Regions from separate parts of the Hordeum vulgare genome. Here regions 1 and 2 are each linked to region 3. The links are chromatin contacts, called in public Hi-C maps. All regions are on one chromosome and are shown on one strand. Each heading gives the region's core, a stretch centred on a gene start, on an enhancer-like site or on the middle of the called end of the contact. The rest is flanking DNA. Distances are from core to core; before and after follow the strand shown. Region 1 holds the start of LOC123398065 (amino acid permease 3-like). Region 2 has its middle 11 kb from the start of LOC123400216. Region 3 has its middle 270 kb from the start of LOC123398065.

Evidence for each region. A called contact is a pair of places that touch in the nucleus more often than the background predicts.
Region 1: a contact with region 3 is called in a Hi-C map of seedling, with 5 times the contacts expected there. The contact joins the promoter of LOC123398065 here to the enhancer-like site in region 3. A contact is called at or near these places in 3 of 6 Hi-C or Micro-C datasets (leaf and seedling) and 1 of 1 datasets of contacts at active chromatin or transcription factors (embryo).
Region 2: a contact with region 3 is called in a Hi-C map of seedling, with 2.2 times the contacts expected there. The contact joins two enhancer-like sites. A contact is called at or near these places in 3 of 6 Hi-C or Micro-C datasets (leaf, seedling and an unstated tissue).

The regions. Positions count from the first base shown.
Region 1 is chr5H:245,934,169-245,936,868 of MorexV3_pseudomolecules_assembly, reverse strand. It overlaps LOC123398065 (amino acid permease 3-like), which reads right to left and starts at 1,426. Exons shown (of 3, transcript XM_045092574.1): 1 at 605-1,426; 2 at 333-475; 3 at 1-232. The coding sequence starts at 1,265.
Region 2 is chr5H:245,781,200-245,783,899 of MorexV3_pseudomolecules_assembly, reverse strand. No RefSeq gene overlaps it. Among protein-coding and RNA genes, the nearest start is that of LOC123400216, 11 kb to the left of the region's middle. Within about 2 kb of position 1,294, at least 3 of the 3 cell types and tissues checked have open chromatin away from gene starts, as enhancers often do. A contact at or near this core is called in leaf and seedling, where this site is marked.
Region 3 is chr5H:246,199,958-246,202,657 of MorexV3_pseudomolecules_assembly, reverse strand. No RefSeq gene overlaps it. Among protein-coding and RNA genes, the nearest start is that of LOC123398065, 270 kb to the right of the region's middle. Within about 2 kb of position 1,382, at least 3 of the 3 cell types and tissues checked have open chromatin away from gene starts, as enhancers often do. A contact at or near this core is called in leaf and seedling, where this site is marked.

The sequences.
Region 1 (2,700 bases), core at 177-2,676, 270 kb after region 3:
CCTGGTAGGCGCCGACGAGGTGGACGACGATGGCCACGTTGGCGATGTCCAGCAGCCAGAAGGGCTCGTAGAATCCGAAGCCGGTGAGGAGGTTGTCGGGGGCTGCGTCGCCGAACGCCGCGTACCCCATGCACCCGCACAGCATGTAGAACACTGTCGTCGTCGCCACGCTTAGCCGCGTCGCCTGCTTCATCACCTTCGCCTCAGACGGCGGCGGCGCCCTGATCGTGTCCTGAGAAACACCCCTTATATATGTCAGTCCGCGGCAACAAAGGCAGAGCAAAACCCTCGTTGAGCAGAGCACAGGCCGGTCATGGCTAGCTTTTACGTACCTGGATTTCTATGAGGATGTTGGAGAAGGAGTAGGCGAAGGCGATGTCGCCAAATGCCTGCAGGCTGCGCCACACCTTCTGCGTGGCCGTGATACCGACGCCGATGCTGATGCCTGTGAGGCTGCCCTTGATTCCACCATTGGCTGCAATTACAGTATCGTCTTATTTTACTGTATAGGATTTCCTAACTTATTACGTAAGTACTGTATATAAGTTGAGAGGACAAAAAGAAAAAGAAAAAAAAAGGTATGCTTGGAGTTCCGACGACATACATATGGTTTGGGTGATGCCCAGGGAGAGTCCAATGCCGGAGTAGGTGAAGGACATGACGGCGGCGACGATTGATAGCCACCATATCTGATCGAAGTCGGGGATCTGCGAGAAGACGATCTGCACGAGGCCGAAGAGGATCATGTATGGGTTGCTGGAGCTCTTGCAAGGGTCGGCGTGTCCATTGGCATGGAAACAGTCGGCCCTCCTGATGGCCCGCATGCTGATGGAGGAGGCGATAGTGTAGCCGATGGCGACGCCGACGAGATTGGCGTACTGGATGACACCGCAGAAGATGACCTTGGGACCACCAAGGTTGGAGCGGACGGCGTCCATATAGGTGTAGTTGCGCTTCCCGGTGGCCGGGTCACCCGTGCGGTAGCACTCGGCGAGCAGGGTGGAGGTGTAGTAGATAACGGCGGCGAAGAGGAGCATGACAGCGGGGCCGGCCACCCAACCGAGCTGCGCGATGGCCCAGGCCAGCGATAGCACGCCGGAGCCGATGACGGCCGTGATGATGTGCGCACTCGCCGTCCAGAACGTGCCGGAGCGGCGTGGCCGGCCGTCGTCGTCCATCCATGCCTCGTCCCCGCCGTTCCCGGCCTCCACCGACACCTCCATTGGCGCCACCACTTTCTTGGCGCCGCCGTTGCCTACCGCCATCACTTAAATTGTGCTGCTATTCGACAATCCTCAGCTAGCTTGAGTTGTCGTGGAGAGAACTGATGGAGTTTGGTGCGTGTGACGGCCTAAGATCAGACTTCTTGGCGAGGAGGTGTGTGTGTGGGTGGGGGAAATGGGAGGGAAGAGGGGAGGTGTATATGTAGCCCCGTGTTTCCCATCGCACTAGCACTTGCACTTGCAGTGCTTCCGGTGCTCTCTGCCCAACTAGCATCGAAATTGACGTTAAAATATTAGAGCATCTCCAACAGCCGTGCATCGGATCTAAAAAATATGTTTGTCGCACGTGCTTTGGCTGATTTAGCGTGGTGATAGACGCTGGCTCCAACGACCGCGTTATAATGCAGCGTGCGTGCGTTGCTGGACGCCTAAAAATAAAGCGAGCACAGCACGCACAAATTACATATACATTTCAAAAAATAGGAGCAACAATGATCAAACAAACAAAATAAATCAACAATAAATAGTCATTACAACTCAAACAAATAGTTTATCGTTCATGAACAATACAATACAATAAATAGTCATTACAACTCAAACAAATAGTTTATCGTTCATGAACAATACAATACAATAAATAGTCATTACAACTCAAACAAATTTTCTCTCGACCCATAACCGAACCACCGTACTTCGGTTTTTTTATTAATATGCATAGCTATGATCATTGCAAAATCCTCTTCCTCTTCCATATCAAATTCTTCTTCGGAAGAATCATACGACGAACTCATCTACAATGTCTAATACTATACTATAAAAACTATAATTCAAAACATGCACCAAATTCATAAGTTTGAGCAATACATACCTTGTAGGCGTTTTGTCGAACACCTTACGGGCGCGGCGCGGCAGCGAGCGCTCGGGCGCTGTTCCTCGGACGACGGAGGCGCGCGAGGGCCGACGGAACTAGGAGGGGGTGGGGCGGAAACGCGGCGGCGCGGGGAGGCCGGGGAAGCGCCTGAACGGTCGTCGGGGGGCGCGGGCGGCGGCATCGGAGATAGGCCGGGGAAGCGCCTGTAGGGTCGCCGGGGGGCGATGGCGGCGCGGGGATAGGCTGGGGAAGCGCCTGAACGGTCGTCGGGGGGCGCGAGTGGCGGCGACGGCGCGGCCGGATGGGGGTGGAAGTGGGGAGCGAGCACGCGAGAGTGGAGGAGCGAGCACGCGAGAGTGGAGGAGCGAGCGCACGAGAGTGAAGGAGCGAGCGCGGGAGAGTCCAGCGCGCGGGAGCTGGCGCAGCAAATAAACGGTGCGCGATTGCGTTTCAGCCAGCGCGCTGAACTGCATGCCGCGCGCGCCGTTTTTCGCGCCCGCTGGAGCTACCCGCCGCGTTGCGTTAAAACGGATTATTTTTCGACGCGGCGCTAGTTTAACACGGCTGTTGGAGATGCTTTAATGAACAAACTGTGCTGGTCTACTT
Region 2 (2,700 bases), core at 45-2,544, 420 kb after region 3:
AAACCTTCTTTTGAGGCCTATTAATGCATTATAATTAATGGTGCAAGTTATATATTGTATAACACTAAAATACTCTTGTTTTAAAAAGAAAAGAAAAAAGGAAAGTGGATAAAAAAATTAAAAAAAGAAAAAGAAAATAAAACCACCTAGCCAGCCACAACCAACCCACTAGCCTTGGGGGGTATAAAACCCCCCACCTAAACCTAACCAGCTCCCCCAGCCTCACTCCCTCCCCACCGAGCCGCCACAGCCCATGAGGGGATCCTCTCTGCCCCTCGAGCCCTCCCTAGCGCCACCCACCAGAGCCCCGCCCTCGTTCTCACCCCTCGTTACCTCCCTCGCTCGCTCACGAGCCCCTCCCCTCGTAACGCCCATCGCTACTAGTCCCACCGAAGCCCCCACGAGCGAGCCCTCCTTGCCCGCTCACTCACCCCAGCGCCCACCACCGAAGCAACCCCCGAACCACCCTTAGACCCCACACCCACTAGGGCCCCCAGCCATATGCGCTCCGCCCTTCGGCCGAGCACCTCCACAGCCGGCCCCTCATCCGCCTCCCTCCGCCGTGGCTATCGTCCTCCTTGTCCCTCTCCGTCAAGTCCAGGAGCACCGCAGGGCCTGCCTCGACCTCCTTGAGCTCTGGATCGAACCGGAGCACGACGCAGCTTTGCCCCGTTCCTGTTCTTCAACCTCGGACCCGAGAGCTCAACGCCGTCAATCCCTTCTCTCCGAGCTCGTTCACTGGGCCTTCCTGTCAACGTTAGTGAGACCCCCTGCGTCTTTCTCTCCCTCTTTGCCCTCCCGTAGCCCCTGTAGCTAGCCGCCACCGTGACCGAGCTCTACCGTCCTCCATTCCGGATGTGCTCGTGCCGTGCATGCCTTTGGCATCCCCTGCGTGCAACTTGCATGCTCCAGGGGCTCCTCTGCGTCGGTCCCAAGCAGTAGATACGACACCCACGCGCTATAGCTGTTGTCTCGCCACTCGCCCGAACCATCGTCCGCCAAACATGGCGTCGACGATGCCACAGGTCACCCCAACTCCTCCACATGGCCGAAATGGATCGGCGAGAGCACCAGCTCGCGAACGCATCAAGAATCACGTGATTTGGTCCACCGTAGACGATTTCCGAGCCTCGCCGTCGTTGTTGTGGCTGCCGCCGGTGCGCCACCGCGTTCAAAACGTCGGTGTGTCGCTCACCAGTGGGGCCCAACCATTAGCCACCTAACCACAGGGCTAATCCCGCACTGACAGATGGGCCCGAGGCCATTACGTTAGGCAAAATAACACCAGGGTCAATTGGATATCCTCCTTTGTGACCTTGACACATGGGTCCCGCTGGGCCCGTTGACCAGTCAACTATTGACCAGTCAACTCATGCGTCAGTAGTTGAGTGGCCCCACCGGTCAGTCTTTGGTACCTCTGTGGGTGCACTGGACCGGGTGCACATACCACATACTTCATATTTTTTAATAATAATAATTACAGGAAATTTGAAAAAATATTTAAAACTTTGAAAATAATAGAAAATAAACCGTAAGTCGGATGAAAATAATTTATATATGAAAGTTGGTCAGAAAAATCCCATGAGTCCAATTATGCTACCCGTTCATCTGTCACATGCCTCTAGCCTGATGAACATGGAACTTTCCCCCTTTGGATATTTTGTCCAATAAATCCGAAGACCCGGGAAATATCGTGAGATATTTTCCCGCTTCGTCTGTAACGTTTAGTACTGCGTTAGACCACCCCTAGCACTGAGTATTGCCATGTCATGCATCGTGCTGCATCTGTTTGCTTGTATTTATTGTTTCTTCCCCCTCTTCTCTCCAGTAGGCTCCGAGAGTGACGCTGTTGCCGAGTACGACTACGCCCTTGATGATCAGCCCTTTGCCACAGAGCAACAAGGCAAGCAAACCCCCTCGATCATTCCTATATCGCCCATTTCTTTCTCCCCCATGCTTGCATTAGAATTTTGCTACTATTGTAGTTAACTCCTATATCTAATGCATAGCCTAATTTTGATGAACTGCTACTTTCATTACTACACCTTAAAACTGTTTATTATAGGTGGAGCAGTTATCCCCTCTGACCCTTAGTCCAGTTGCCCCCGCTTTTTCACCAAGTCTCAATCCCTCATCGACGAGCCAAGACCCGACACAACACTTACACCCCTTAGCTATACGACGCTGCAGAGCTACTATCGGGTACCGAGGGTGACACCTCGCCAAGTACTCATGATGATACCTCTGTAGTGTAGCTAGTCGGCCGTGGTTATCGAGGGTGATTCCTCCTTCACCACTCCCGACGATGACTCTGTCGTGCAACCCCTCAAGTATGAGACCCTCGAGGGTGATTCCTCTAAGTCCACCTTGACGGATACATCATTCAGAATCCAACGAGGGTGATGCCTCGGATCCCCTTGATGTTACAACCACACATTTACTTGACCGTGTTACTGAGAGCATTGTTGAATAAATGTTAGGTGGGTGGATTCCCGCGTGGATGTGTCGATGAGTTAATTAAGATGTTAATGGATTTGGGTATTTGATCTGGGTTGGTCGGAGACCTTATTACGCACTAACGTGGGAGAAGTTATGGGCACTCGGCATCGTGGTATCAACCGTACCTCTTCAGACGTCACCAATTGAGTGGCGCTCGCCTGAGTGGTCCGGATATGCATCGCTCTTGTAATAAGGGGTGCT
Region 3 (2,700 bases), core at 133-2,632:
AGGAGATCGAAGGGGATTCGGCTAAGCAAATCCTTTTATCAAATGGACGTTCGAGGTTCTGTGGGGTTTCTGATCCTCCCGGAGATTTTCCTCTCGAAACCTCCTGGATCCTTCCGTGCCAAACGAGACCTAATGGGTAGCGGATTTCCCGCCCATGCAGAACACTGCGACTGTGTGGCCTTTTTTGCCGTGCTATAAGTCAATATGAACACAAAGTCTTCATCCATAGCTCAGTTTTGTTCTTTTTGCCATGTAAACAATTCTGATGTCGAGGCCTAAAAAGTTTATCCTTTCTTGTGTCGAGATGCTGTACTTGTATTGTTGTGTGTTGCCGTGAATGAAGTCCACAAACCCAACTTATTATGGTATATCTTATGGCAAGGGTGCATTAACTATTCCCTTTCATCATCTATGTTTGAAAAAGAATTAAGTTAAGCATATATACCATGAGAACTTGTATAAGCTAGTAGAGTAGGGTTTTCTCACGTCGAAAACGACACGTAGAAACGGTGGTTGGAGTGCGTACAGATTTTGCTTGGGAGGGAACAAATGTAGGCCGGGACCTCAATCGAGAGCTAACAAGACGCCAGAAGAAAGAACATGGCTACGGTAGCTTACACGACCCGGCTTCTCCGTTTCTTTCGCCACTTGCACATCCACGAGTGTATGGTCCCTAGCGGAGAATCGATCGCAGCATTAGTTTTTTTTTTTTTTTGAGGGACGATCGCAGCATTAGTTCACTCGAGGCGGCTCGATCCACGGTTGTTCAAAGCTAGTCGTGGCGACCCGCCACCGTGAGGGTCGTTTATCGTGTGGGCCCAACCAACGAGGTATGCGTGGACTTTTCTTACTACCGTGGTCGTAGTGTTTGACTCTTAGGTCGCCGTGCGCTCGCAGCCGGAAGATCGCGGTCATCATATGGGCCCGGGGAGCAGCGTGGCCAGCCAGCACCCTCATCGGTCGTCGTCGTCGGTGAGACGTCCCGTCCGTATCTCGGCCGGTCGAGACTTGCGAAGATTCTCTCAAAAAGGTGACCAGACGAGCGGCATGGGGGCATCCGGACGTTATCTCCATGAGCCACACGGCTCCTGTCACATGAGACTTTGAGAGAGGCTGACCAGTGTGTGCGCGCGCTTAGTTTACATGCTAATCATGTTGGCAAAGCTCATTAGATAGCTAGTTAGCTAGGAATCTGTCATTTCGAGCGAACGAAGGAATCATTTTAAGTTTACACGTGTTAACACATTTCATCAATGTTTTAGACGTGACTAGTGAAACCAAAGAAACGAAATCATCAAATACGGACCGCTAAAGGTTTGCGGACGAGCTGGGCACGCACACATGCCACGGAGGCGAGCAGTCTTGGCCAGCTAGCGGGCGCGCGAGCTCCGGCCTCGGAGTGGCCGTGGGCAGGAGCCCCGGGTGGGGCGCGCGAGCTCTGGCCTCGAACCGACCGTGGGCGCGCGAGCTCCGGCCTCGAGGCGGCCAACTGACGACGCATGCATGTAAATATGAGAATGGTTTCATACTTGAACCATATTTAAACCATATTCATATATTTATCCCTTAAAAACATACCATACCCATTTAATGGCATTCTCAGCCCAACCAAAACTAAACCCATTATTTTTTTACCCAAACCAACTTAAACCAATACATAACCGTGTGTTTAAAACCCAATACGTAACTATGGATTTACTTTAATGTACATATAATTGCATGAATTGACAAGTTAAGAAGTAAATGAGATAGAAAAGGCATAAGTGCATCTATAACAGTTTGAAAATAAACTTATCCTTGAGATACAATCAACACACAACAAAAGGCAAAAAAATGCCCACGCCTGAATAGCTCACTAACAAGTGTATTAAAACAAAATTACTTAGCCAAAGCACAAGCAAACACTTTCAATTTTTATGTGGTATTTCCCCATAATACATAATTACACAGTGCATTACAACATGTATGTGGATTAAAGATATTTGTTCTCGATCATCGTTGGTTATTACACATAACCAATGTCTAGAAACCGGTTTGTACCCATAGTTTATAACCGTTTATAACCAAACTGTTTAAACTCACAACCAACTATACCTAAATTGGTTTCTTCACATATCCAAACCAAAAGCAAACTAAAAAAGCTCAACCCAATAAAACCTAAACCAATCAAACCCAAAGTAATAACCGAACCGTTACATCCGGTTTTCTAATAACCATTCCTAGGTTTACATGCATGAGGGAGCTCGGCAGCCAGCTACACACACACGTGGGGTGGGATAGTCAGCTGACGCATGCATGCCAGAGCTCGGCAGCTAGCTACATACATGCACATGAGGGAGCTTGATGGCAGCCAACACGCACGTACGAAGTGGCTCGGCGACCAGCCTAGACCGCACGCAGCGGGCGCTTGCACATCATGCAACATCTTGTGCTCAAATCAATTGGCATGGGTTGGTTAGGCTAACTCCATCGCGCAACCCTATCCTGTCCGGCCCCGTCCGTTTGGGGTAAAAGGGGCAAACCGGTCGGCCCAACGCGAGACCGTCCGGACCCAACCTGTCCGTTTTGTGTCTAGGTCGACCCATTTCGAGCACAAACTTGCGCGGGGTTTGGGTCGCGACGAACAACAAACGGACGCGCGCTCGTCCGCGTCAGGGCCGCGTGGCAGGCGGCCACCTACCTCCCACCGCCCACATCAAT